Regions from separate parts of the Mus musculus genome. Here region 1 is linked to region 2. The links are chromatin contacts, called in public HiChIP or PLAC-seq maps. All regions are on one chromosome and are shown on one strand. Each heading gives the region's core, a stretch centred on a gene start, on an enhancer-like site or on the middle of the called end of the contact. The rest is flanking DNA. Distances are from core to core; before and after follow the strand shown. Region 1 holds the start of Snrnp48 (small nuclear ribonucleoprotein 48 (U11/U12)). Region 2 has its middle 40 kb from the start of Dsp.

What was found. HiChIP or PLAC-seq counts read pairs in DNA pulled down with a chosen protein or histone mark.
Region 1: an H3K27ac HiChIP or PLAC-seq map of embryonic stem cells shows a contact between it and region 2, with 6 read pairs. The contact joins the promoter of Snrnp48 here to the enhancer-like site in region 2. A contact is called at or near these places in 2 of 39 promoter capture datasets (both in the 3T3-L1 cell line), 1 of 484 Hi-C or Micro-C datasets (cortical neurons), 8 of 115 datasets of contacts at active chromatin or transcription factors (CD8 T cells, embryonic stem cells, extraembryonic endoderm stem cells and 2 more) and 4 of 9 other capture datasets (adipose tissue, embryonic stem cells, liver and 1 more).

Annotation. Positions count from the first base shown.
Region 1 is chr13:38,201,485-38,208,101 of GRCm38.p6, forward strand. Snrnp48 (small nuclear ribonucleoprotein 48 (U11/U12)) reads left to right here and starts at 3,455. Exons shown (of 9, transcript NM_026382.2): 1 at 3,455-3,644. The coding sequence starts at 3,489.
Region 2 is chr13:38,107,936-38,114,125 of GRCm38.p6, forward strand. No RefSeq gene overlaps it. Among named protein-coding and RNA genes, the nearest start is that of Dsp, 40 kb to the right of the region's middle. Within about 2 kb of position 1,321, at least 13 of the 459 cell types and tissues checked have an H3K27ac peak or open chromatin away from gene starts, as enhancers often do. A contact at or near this core is called in embryonic stem cells, where this site is marked.

The DNA.
Region 1 (6,617 bases), core at 2,205-4,704, 96 kb after region 2:
GAAAAGTGGGAGGAGAGACCTGAGTCCACAGAATTGTCCTATGGCCTCCACACACATGCTGTGGCACTGACCAAAACCAACCCGGAGAGGAAACGACTTACTACATCCCATAGGCACGAGCTCAAGCAGGAACCACAGAGGGTCACTACTATAGCTTGTTTGCTTTTATAATCTTGGACTTTCTGCCCAGGTGTGGCACTCCTGGCACCAATCATTAATTGAGGAAATGCCTCACAGCCAGGCTCACAAACCAACCCGACAGAATCAAATTCTCAGCTGAGATTCCCTCTTTCCAGGTGACTCTTCGTGCCAAGTTGACAAAAGCTAACCAGCACACATCGATAATACATTCTAAAGTTTTTTTTTTTAAACAAAACAAAACAAAAGAAAACAAAACCAAAAACCACAGGGCTGTCTAAGACACAGCTCATGCTTCACCTGGGCTGAGTTTTGATTTCTTTCACACACACTGGGCAGCCATAGAAACAGAAATCTAACAACAGTCATCTTGGCATCTCCAAAGTTGTTCTCACAGTTTCCCTGTTGGTACAAGCAACAGAAAAAGGGAAGAAGCTGTGGGGTTGATAAATAAGGAAGCCAAGACCCATTTCTTTCCATAATGTGATTTATTAGAGAGAAAACCTCACAACCACTAGGGACCATGATCAGGCCTTGGGGTAGGACAGCATTAGGAAAGAAAGCTTTAAAGTGGAAGAGTAGAAAAGATCTCCCTCATGAAATCGTGGATGGGGAGAACTGGAGCAGACAATACCTCCACGGAAATCCCTCAAATAAAGGAGATTCTCTGACTTTTAGTTTGGGAGAGTTGGCATGACATTCTACATCGTATTATTTAATCTGACTTGGCTTACATGCCAAGGAGCCAGGTACTGGGTAGAACCATAAATTTACCTTGCAGATATGGGCGTGGGAGGGGGTTAGGTTGGCTTGCTTCCAGCTCGTCTGCTGTGTGCTCTAACCTCCACAGCAGGCATTTATCAGCTGCAGCCAGAATTCTGGGAATTCTTGGGAAGGGGCAGGGAAGGGACACAGTTAGCTGGTCTGTAATCTAACACCTACCATTTGGCTATGAAACTAAGATAAAAGGGACAGCATGAGAGGAGTGTGACTAATGGCTCTAGAACTCAACCCTGGCTGTCTTTTGACTGCTGCCATGTTTTCTTCATAATAGTCATTTCTTATCGGTTAGTGACTAAAGTTACTATTTCTTCTTCTTCTTCTTCTTCTTCTTCTTCTTCTTCTTCTTCTTCTTCTTCTTCTTCTTCTTCTTCTTCTTCTTCCTTTAAATTAAAAGGTGGGAACTATGCCATTGGAAATGATTGGCAGCCAAAATTTCCCTTTCTATTTCTTCCACTGGTGGTAAACGATGTGGGGAGAGAAGCAAAGATCTGATATGGAGGCAAATGTGATTCAGTTCTAGGGATCAAAACAATACAGGAAGATTAAATGTGGAGTCGTACAAGGGAAGAGATACACTTGTGTATAAAGCAAAGTGCATGACACTATAATAAAAGAGCTGTGTCAAAGACATGGGGGATGGAAGAAGATGACTTCCACTGGCCAAATTCAGACAAATTTGGATAGTAACAGGAACTATTATGATAATGAAATAATAATGCTCAATTTTAAAACTTAATTCATTTCCCCTCCCCCTCCCCCCAGCCTCAGCACCCCCACCCCCACCTATGAATTAAGTTTTAAGATGTGAACAGAACACTATACTATGGTGGTTAGTGTTAACTGTGAAGCTGACAAAATCTAGAATCGCCTGAGTTGGGCCTCTGAGTATGCCTGTGACAATAGTGTTTTTTTCATGTGATTTTTATTATGAACATGTAGCGTGTGTCTTTATTAGCAATGACCTTTCTTTAGATAAGCACGCCGTGATCATCCATAAGGTTTCTGCTTCTGACACACTTGTTATTAAATTGGTTATTTGACACAACCACATGGTGAGTTCCAGGATGACTCATAAACCTGCTTTTGATAATTTTATTATAAACAAAAATGTTTATATTTGGTTTTTATTGAATTGAGCTTATCTATATCAAATTCCCCTTTTAGAAAAATGACTGCATAGCTAACTGCTACTCTGGCAACAGGCATCCATGTGGTACACAGACATATATGCAAAATATCATAAAATGCACTTTTTACATGAAAAATATTCAAGACAGCATGTTACTACCTGAGAGTTACAGTATTCTATGTTGTTAACAGGATGCTTTACAAACTGTTAAACTGTCACTGAACTAACATTTAGTCTCAGTGAATACAGTGTGGCCAATGACCACCTAGTGATTTCGAATTCAGGACCACCACTCTCAGGAGGAGAAGCCAAATGTAACTCAGACAGGAATTTGGTCTCTTAGATACCCCAGCACAGTCTCTCTCTCTCTCTCTCTCTCTCACACACACACACACAACAGGGTTTCTCTGTATATCCCTGGCTGTCCTGGAACTCACTTTAGACCAGGCTGGCCTCGAACTCAGAAATCTGCCTCCCAAGTGTCTGCCTTCCAAGTGCTGGCCAAGAGCCTGGCTCTCTCTCTTCCTTCCTTCCTTTCTTTCAAAGATTTATTTATTTATTATATGTAAGTACACTGTAGCTGTCTTCAGACACACCAGAAGAGGGCATCAGATCTCATTACGGGTGGTTGTGAGCCACCATGTGGTTGCTGGGATTTGAACTTCGGACCTTCGGAAGAGCAGTCGGGTGCTCTTACCCACTGAGCCATCTCACCAGCCCTCTTCCTTTCTTTCTTAAAGATATATCTATCTATCTATTTATCTAATGTATAGGAGTACACTGTAGCTGTCTTCAGACACACCAGAAGAGGGTATCAGATCCCATTTTAGATGGTTGTGAGCCACCTTGTGGTTCCTGGGAACTGAACTCAGGACACCTCTGGAAGAGCAGTCAATGCTCTTAACCAGTCCTGTTCTAAATTAAGAAATAATAACCAATTATAGCCAATTGGTTAAAACATAATAAATTGCTTTAAAAAGAATTTGAAGAGCCGTTTCAGGAATTTTCTGTTTGATCATGCATTGTGATTATGTAGGAAAATGTTCTGAGGATGTGCATAATAGCATTTGGGATAAAGAATCTAGAAGTAATTGTAAGAGGGAAAACGCTAATGAGCTGGAGAAAGGCTACACTGACACTTTCTGTGTTGTTCTTTAAACTTTCCTGCCGATATAAATAATTTCTCCTAAAAACATCGAAGGAGCAGCGGAATGATGCTCAAAGCTGGGACGCAAGTTCTAACCTGCTACGCAAACTAAACCCAGAAGAGCGTGGAAACACCTTTCAAAACTACCGCTTCCGCCCTGCCCGTCGGCTCTTCCCGATAGGCTGGCGCCATCCCGGGGCCCCGCCCACGGCTCCCAGAAGCCCGTGCGCGCCCAGAAGCTCGTGCGCGCCCAGCAGTTCCGCCTCTTCCTGCCTGAGGTGAGCTGCCATCATGGAGACCGAACCTCCTCCTCTGGAAGAGCGGCGTCGGCTCCAGGAGGAGCTGAGCGAGTTTGTGGAGAGCTGCTGCCGGACGCTGGAGGAGGTGACGGCGTCCCTGGGATGGAGCCTGGATCAGCTGGACCCCGGGGACGAGGCGGAGGCCGAGGTGAGGGGCGAGGTTGCCCGGCCTTTCCCGGGCCGCTGACTTCTCGCCGTGGGAAAGGCGCCCGGGGAGCCCACTTCTCTCCATCCCGGTGCGATGCAGGGGAGGACAGGGCTCGTCCGGTGCATATCCCGGGGGCGCTGCTGCTGAGGTTGGCGATTTGCTTCGTCATGATATAAGGATTCTGCATTGCGTTAGATTCAGTGTTCACTTTTCTCTATCTTAAACCCGGACGCTTCCCACTCGGACAGGACCGATTGTGGGACGATTAAAGGGCGCCACCAAGGAATGGTAGCTAGTAGCGGACCCCTAAGGAGTGTATTAGAGTGAATTATCCTGACTTATTTAATAGGTGCAGGATAGAGGGAATTTGCGTTGCGCGGTGATTTCTTATACCCTCTTCATTTACTATGATGCAGTAACAAGGTTTAAGTCATATGTCGATGGAAATATTTAAGATATATGCAATTTACGTACAAGCTAATCACCATTGTCTTAAAATTGAAGTGGAAATTGGAAAGAAAAAAAACCCTTCATTGTACCTTTACAAGTATATTTGGAGTTGTGAATTAACCAATATAGTTCATGGCTTAAAGCCTAGTAACGATGCTGTAAAAATGGATTTGGGGGACAACTGAAAAAGTTTGAGGTATGAATTGATAATTTTATGAAATTTCCAGACCATTGAGAATGGAGGGCCCCACCACTCCTTCATTTATTATCGAGATATTAGACAACATCGTGATATTAACACTTAACACGTTCTAAATGGCACTGCGTTACTTCATTTAAAATTCGTATCCCAAGGAGGCTAGAATAATTGGCAGCATTTTACAAATGAAGAAACAAAAACATCCCAGTGGGATTGGCAACTGGGACTTGCAGGCCTTCTGATTTCTGAGGTGTATTTTGCTTAACCGCTATATGAAAGTCCATTGTAAAACTCCCAGATTATCCAGTAAACCGTGAAGTACATGATTATCTGATACTCACTGTTGTAACTGGCTTAAAAAATCTGGTAAATGACATTGATAGTTTTGAGACTAGTCCAGATAATTAATCAATTTCCATGTTTCATGTGCACTTGTAGAGTTTGTCATGGTAACAGTGGGGGGAGGGGTAAAGAAATGACAGCTGTTATTGTGTGGCAAAGTCTGTAATGGGGGGAGTTGAAATTTTTGTAGTACTGGTTATTATAGACTATGATGGGTCAGAAAAAGCATCTAGAAAAGTATATTCTTTAAAATCTGCGTGGGGCTAGGCTAGAGAGATGGCTCAGCGGTTAAGAGTGCTGGTTCCTCTTCCAGAGGTCCTGAGTTCAATCCCAGCAACCACATGATGGCTCATCAAACCCTATGGGATTTGATGCCCTCTTCTGGTGTGCAGGTATACAGGAAGAACACTCATATACATAAAATACCTAAATGAATAAGCCTTTAAAAAACTTATGGGGGCTGGTGAGATGGCTCAGTGGGTAATAGTACCCGACTGCTCTTCCGAAGGTCCAGAGTTCAAATCCCAGCAACCACATACATGGTGGCTCACAACCATCCGTAACAAGATCTGACGCCCTCTTCTGGAGTGTCTGAAGACAGCTACAATGTACTTACATATAATGAATAAACAAATCTTAAAAAAAAAAAACAAACTTATGGATATGTGTGGGGGTATGGCCTGGGTAATGGGTCCTCAACTTTTACCTTGTTTCGGGTCTCTTGTTGTCTTGATATTGCCATCATCATTCTAGCTGGCCTGTGAGCTTCTGGCTATTTTCCCTTCTATCTTCTATCTCTGTGGGAACAATGAAATTGCAGGTGCATATTAACCATACCCATTTTTTGCATGGGTTCTAAGGATTTGAACTCCAGTCCTTTTGCTTCTTTTACTGAGACATCTCCCCAGCCCTGACCAAAATAACAACAACAACAACAACAACAACTGAGTAGAATTAGTTAGGTCAAGCACAGAGAAAGCATCAGCAGACCTAGAAGTCCTGGCTTAGATGATAAGATTAGAGAGCCTCAAGTGCTTAAGGATGGTTAGAACATGAGGAGGAGAATTGCTTGTAGCCCCGCCTTTGCTCCATGATCTAAATGGGAAGTACAATGGTAGCAGGTAGGGGCTGTATAGGTTATAAGGAGCCTTATAAAGGCCCTTGTCAGGCACATTGGAGAATCTTGTTTTCTGTTTGTTTGCCTTTTTATGAAAAAACAATGGCAACAGGGGAGGCATAGACAGACTTTAAGTCAGGGAATATCCAAATTAAATTTGTGTTTTAATAAAATACCCACTAATATGTATTTAGTGCAGAGTACCAAGCCCTACTTCAAATGGTTTCTGTGTATAAACCCAGATATTTATATTTATTTAATCTTCATGATATCTTTGTGAGATAAGGGTCCATTGCTTCTTTTTTTAGAAAAAGAAAGTAGCTCAAGGAGAAGTTAGTTATATTACCTCTTATAGTTAGTAAATGGGAGAGCTGGGGTTTCCAAAATGGCTACATGGTGGAGAGTGTAGTAGAATGTAGTAGAGAGCAGCCATCCTGGAAGCAGAGATGGGGAGCAGTAAGATAGCTGTTGTAATCCAGAGAAGGAACAGTGACGTTCTGAATTGGTCAAGTGGCACTGGGGCTAGAGAGAACTCTGGGATTTCAAAGACCCTTAGGAGTTAAAATGTCAGGACTAGGTGGCTGCTTGGGTGTGGGTGGTTAGGGAAGAGGCAGGTTTTTCTTGAGCAGGTGACACCTTTCACTGAAACGGGAGAAGGCAAGTTTGAGTGCTAGGAGGCTTTTGTGGTGTTGTGATTAAAACACCCAGCCACAGCAAGGTAAGAAAGGAAGGTGTGATGATCAGTTTGACACAATGCAGAGTCACCTGGGAAGGGAGTCTCAGTAAGGCATTGTCTAGGTTGGCCTGTGGGGTCCTCCCCACCCCCAGAAGGGCTTTATTCACTGGGTTAACTAAGGTGGGAAAA
Region 2 (6,190 bases), core at 71-2,570:
AATCTCAGAGGTGTCTCTCCAGCATAGCTTTGATTAGTGAGTTTAGTTTTGCAGCTCATTTTGACTTAGCAATGTGTGAGTCCTTCAGGTTTTTTTGTTTTGTTTTGTTTTTGTTTGTTTGTTTTTAACTTTCTCACTGTACTGATGTCTCTTTGGGGATCTTTGCAATTCCAAGTGAATCTGAGAGTTCTTTAAGCTTTTACAGAACAAAGAAAGGAAAACCCAAACAACCACAGCTGTCCCTTCTGCCCCAGGATTGCCATTTCCATGTTTGTGTGGGGACACACCCGCACCTGCAGCTCCTGTCCAGGACGTTCCCGGCATCCCAAGCATGGGGCTAAAGCTTCCTTGTGCTATGTTAGGAGTACAAGGAGAACGTAGGTGAGCCTGGGACCTGAGAGTCATTTCTTCCTTTAAAAAATTTTTAAGTAACATTTACTCTGTTTGTGTGTGTGTGCCTGCGTGTGCAATGTGTTTGGAGGTCAGATGGCAACTTTCAGGAGTAGACTCTTGCCTTTCACCATGGGGGTCATAGGAGTCGAACTCAGCTCAACAGGCTTGGCAGCAAAGTGCCTTAACCCAGTGAGCCATCTTGCTGGCCCTTCAGAGCCATTTCAATGAGTTGAAATGTGTGTGCTTATATTATTTATCTGCCCTCTTTGCCAACTAATCCAATTTCCTGCTTTAAGGGGGAAAATATAATCCTAATGGCTCTTTGGAGGTGTTGGCTCTTTTCCATCATGAGTTTACCAAGTGCCTAGGATGCTCTGGATTAGGCAGTGCAATGAACGTATAATCTCAAAGAATTTAGGAATGTATAGGGGAGCTTGTATGGTGGATAGCTGCATGAAAGGTGCTGTGTTACTAAGTATAATTTCTTTGTTCAGACAATATAAAAGGTCCAGGAGCAGTAAGGCCGTACTGCCCTGTGAGAACAGCAATGAGCAAGGGTTGCCCATAGAAACAGTACATCATCCACAGCTACCTTTCCTGAGCTAGACGACAAGAAAAGACATTCTAGTGCTTCAAAGGGTGTGACAGAGAAGGATGAAGCAAAATCCGAGGCTCAGCAGGAACGAGCAGAATAGCTCTGTGAACACTCTAGAATCTCAGTTTAACCAACCCAGTCCTGCTGGAGACGAGAGGCCCCAGCTGCAGAGCCAGGGTGGAACGCCGTGCGGGGAGCCATGAATCAAAAGGAGTAGTCTGGAATTGTTGGGGCTGTGGATTTATAGGCTCGTCTCACAGGCTCTTAGCCACAGCCTTTCCAGTTTCCAGAGGACCCATTGTTCCCAGCGGGAAGGTGGGATGTGGCCCTCAGCATACAGCAGCAGGTGCAGGAGCTGGGAGCCAGCGTCAGGCACACCCCAGTCTCTAGCTTTTGTTCTGTAGCCACCACCCTAGCTGAGGCTATTGAAATAGCCTTTTGTCTGACCTCCCTGCCCTCGGGCTCACCCCTGCCCTAAACCACAGGGCCATCCATGGCAGCCTAATGTACCACGGTTTTCAACACCGTGTTGTCCAATACTCAAAAGTGCTGTCTAGCTTGGACCCAGGGCTTCTCTCTCTAGAACAATTTCAGGGGTTTCCATGGTTCTCCCCAACCCTTACACGCTTATAGTGCTGGGCTTGAACCTGGGGCCTTGTGTTCAAGTTAGCCAGGAAAATGCTCTGCCATTGAGCTGTATTTCCAGCTCTGAGTTTGCCTGTTGGGAGCCGCCCCCACATTCGCCGTTACAAGATGGCGCTGACATCCTGTGTTCTAAGTGGTAAACAAATAATCTGCGCATGTGCCAAGGGTATCTTATGACTACTTGTGCTCTGCCTTCCCCGTGACGTCAACTCGGCCGATGGGCTGCAGCCAATCAGGGAGTGACACGTCCGAGGCGAAGGAGAATGCTCCTTAAGAGGGACGGGGTTTCGTCTTTTCTCTCTCTTGCTTTTCGCTCTCTCTTGCTTCTTGCTCTCTTGCTTCTTGCTCTCTTGCTTCTTGCTCTCTTGCTTCCTGCACCCTGGCTCCTGAAGATGTAAGAAATAAAGCTTTGCCGCAGAAGATTCTGGTCTGTGGTGTTCTTCCTGGCCGGTCGTGAGAACGCGTCTAATAACAATTGGTGCCGAATTCCGGGACGAGAAAAAAAACTCGGGACTGGCGCAAGGAGGATCCCTCATTCCGGAACCAGAACTGCGGATCACGTTTATAAAGGTTCCCGTAACACAGACTGTTGAGAAGGATTCAACTGCCGAATTCAGAACTCATCAGCTGGGGAACGACGGTGATAAAGGTTCCCGTAAAGCAGACTGTTAAGAAGGATTCAACTGTATGAATTCAGAACTTTTCAGCTGGGGAACGGCGGTAACCCGTAAGTATAGCTTTACAAGATAAGTCTGATCTTGAACTTTCTAACGAAATTCAAGACAGTCTATCAGAAGTAAAGTGGAAAATGTTTGGCCTTGAATTTTTTCTGGTGTTAGGAGCCCTTTTGTTCCTTTTCACATGTTATCAAGTGATTAAGATAGGGCTGAAAATTCTAGAGGAAATTCAGGGCAGTCTATCAGAAGTAAAGCGGGGAGAGAGAGTAGGAGCAAGGAGAAACGGTAAGTATACAGGCCTTTCCAAGGGTCTTGAACCCGAGGAAAAGTTTAGGTCAGGTAAGAATACCTGGAGAGAGATTAGAAGAAAAAGAGGAAAAAGGGAAAAGAAGAAAGATCAATTAGCGGAGGTCTCTAGGAAAAGGAGCCTGTGCTCATCGCTGGATGGGCTCGGGGAGCCAGCTCTTAGTAGCTCTGAAGCAGGTGAAGAATTCTCCTCTGAGGAAACAGACTGGGAGGAAGAAGCAGCCCATTACCAGCCAGCTAATTGGTCAAGAAAAAAGCCAAAAGCGGCTGGCGAAGGCCAGTTTGCTAATTGGCCTCAGGGCAATCGGCTACCAGGTGCACTCCCGCCCTATGCGGAGTCCCCGCCCTGCGTAGTGCGTCAGCCCGTAGTGCGTCAGCAATGCGCAGAGAGGCAGTGCGCAGAGAGGCAGTGCGCAGACTCATTCATTCCCCGAGAGGAACAAAGGAAAATAGAACAGGCATTTCCAGTCTTTGAAGGAGCCGAGGGTGGGCGTGTCCACGCTCCGGTAGAATATGTGCAGATTAAAGAAATTGCTGAGTCGGTTCGTAAATACGGAACCAATGCTAATTTTACCTTGGTGCAGTTAGACAGGCTCGCTGGCATGGCACTAACTCCTGCTGACTGGCAAACGGTTGTAAAAGCCGCTCTCCCTAGTATGGGCAAATACATGGAATGGAAAGCGCTTTGGCACGAAGCTGCACAAGCGCAGGCCCGAACAAACGCAGCTGCTTTGACTCCAGAGCAGAGAGATTGGACTTTTGACTTGTTAACGGGTCAGAGAGCTTATTCTGCTAAACCTGATAAGAGGTATCAATGGAAGGTCTTACCACAGGGGATGTCCAATAGTCCTACAATGTGCCAGCTTTATGTGCAAAAAGCTCTTTTGCCAGTGAGGGAACAATTCCCCTCTTTAATTTTGCTCCTTTACATGGATGACATCCTCCTGTGCCATAAAGACCTTACCATGCTACAAAAGGCATATCCTTTTCTACTTAAAACTTTAAGTCAGTGGGGTTTACAGATAGCCACAGAAAAGGTCCAAATTTCTGATACAGGACAATTCTTGGGCTCTGCGGTGTCCCCAGATAAGATTGTGCCCCAAAAGGTAGAGATAAGAAGAGATCACCTCCATACCTTAAATGATTTTCAAAAGCTGTTGGGAGATATTAATTGGCTCAGACCTTTTTTAAAGATTCCTTCCGCTGAGTTAAGGCCTTTGTTTGGTATTTTAGAAGGAGATCCTCATATCTCCTCCCCTAGGACTCTTACTCTAGCTGCTAACCAGGCCTTACAAAAAGTGGAAAAGGCCTTACAGAATGCACAATTACAACGTATTGAGGATTCGCAGCCTTTCAGTTTGTGTGTCTTTAAGACAGCACAATTGCCAACTGCAGTTTTGTGGCAGAATGGGCCATTGTTGTGGATCCATCCAAACGTATCCCCAGCTAAAATAATAGATTGGTATCCTGATGCAATTGCACAGCTTGCCCTTAAAGGTCTAAAAGCAGCAATCACCCACTTTGGGCAAAGTCCATATCTTTTAATTGTACCTTATACCGCTGCACAGGTTCAAACCTTGGCAGCCGCATCTAATGATTGGGCAGTTTTAGTTACCTCCTTTTCAGGAAAAATAGATAACCATTATCCAAAGCATCCAATCTTACAGTTTGCCCAAAATCAATCTGTTGTGTTTCCACAAATAACAGTAAGAAACCCACTTAAAAATGGGATTGTGGTATATACTGATGGATCAAAAACTGGCATAGGTGCCTATGTGGCTAATGGTAAAGTGGTATCCAAACAGTATAATGAAAATTCACCTCAAGTGGTAGAATGTTTAGTGGTCTTAGAAGTTTTAAAAACCTTTTTAAAACCCCTTAATATTGTGTCAGATTCCTATTATGTGGTTAATGCAGTAAATCTTTTAGAAGTGGCTGGAGTGATTAAGCCTTCCAGTAGAGTTGCCAATATTTTTCAGCAGATACAATTAGTTTTGTTATCTAGAAGATCTCCTGTTTATATTACTCATGTTAGAGCCCATTCAGGCCTACCTGGCCCCATGGCTCTGGGAAATGATTTGGCAGATAAGGCCACTAAAGTGGTGGCTGCTGCCCTATCATCCCCGGTAGAGGCTGCAAAAAATTTTCATAACAATTTTCATGTGACGGCTGAAACATTACGCAGTCGTTTCTCCTTGACAAGAAAAGAAGCCCGTGACATTGTTACTCAATGTCAAAGCTGCTGTGAGTTCTTGCCAGTTCCTCATGTGGGAATTAATCCACGCGGTATTCGACCTCTACAGGTCTGGCAAATGGATGTTACACATGTTTCTTCCTTTGGAAAACTTCAATATCTCCATGTGTCCATTGACACATGTTCTGGCATCATGTTTGCTTCTCCGTTAACCGGAGAAAAAGCCTCACATGTGATTCAACATTGCCTTGAGGCATGGAGTGCTTGGGGGAAACCCAGACTCCTTAAGACTGATAATGGACCAGCTTATACGTCTCAAAAATTCCAACAGTTCTGCCGTCAGATGGACGTGACCCACCTGACTGGACTTCCATACAACCCTCAAGGACAGGGTATTGTTGAGCGTGCGCATCGCACCCTCAAAGCCTATCTTATAAAACAGAAGAGGGGAACTTTTGAGGAGACTGTACCCCGAGCACCAAGAGTGTCTGTGTCTTTGGCACTCTTTACACTCAATTTTTTAAATATTGATGTTCATGGCCATACTGCGGCTGAACGTCATTGTTCAGAGCCAGATAGGCCCAATGAGATGGTTAAATGGAAAAATGTCCTTGATAATAAATGGTATGGCCCGGATCCTATCTTGATAAGATCCAGGGGAGCTATCTGTGTTTTCCCACAGAATGAAGACAACCCATTTTGGTTACCAGAAAGACTCACCCGAAAAATCCAGACTGACCAAGGGAATACTAATGTCCCTCGTCTTGGTGATGTCCAGGGCGTCAATAATAAAGAGAGAGCAGCGTTGGGGGATAATGTCGACATTTCCACTCCCAATGACGGTGATGTATAATGCTCAAGTATTCTCCTGCTTTTTTACCACTAACTAGGAACTGGGTTTGGCCTTAATTCAGACAGCCTTGGCTCTGTCTGGACAGGTCCAGATGACTGACACCATTAACACTTTGTCAGCCTCAGTGACTACAGTCATAGATGAACAGGCCTCAGCTAATGTCAAGATACAGAGAGGTCTCATGCTGGTTAATCAACTCATAGATCTTGTCCAGATACAACTAGGTGTATTATGACAAATAACTCAGCTGGGATGTGAACAAAAGTTTCCGGAATTGTGTGTTATTTCCATTCAGTATGTTAAATTTACTAGGGCAGCTAATTTGTCAAAAAGTCTTTTTCAGTATATGTTACAGAATTGGATGGCTGAATTTGAACAGATCCTTCGGAAATTGAGACTTCAGGTCAACTCCACGCGCTTGGACCTGTCCCTGACCAAAGGATTACCCAATTGGATCTCCTCAGCATTTTCTTTCTTTAAAAAATGGGTGGGATTAATATTATTTGGAGATACACTTTGCTGTGGAT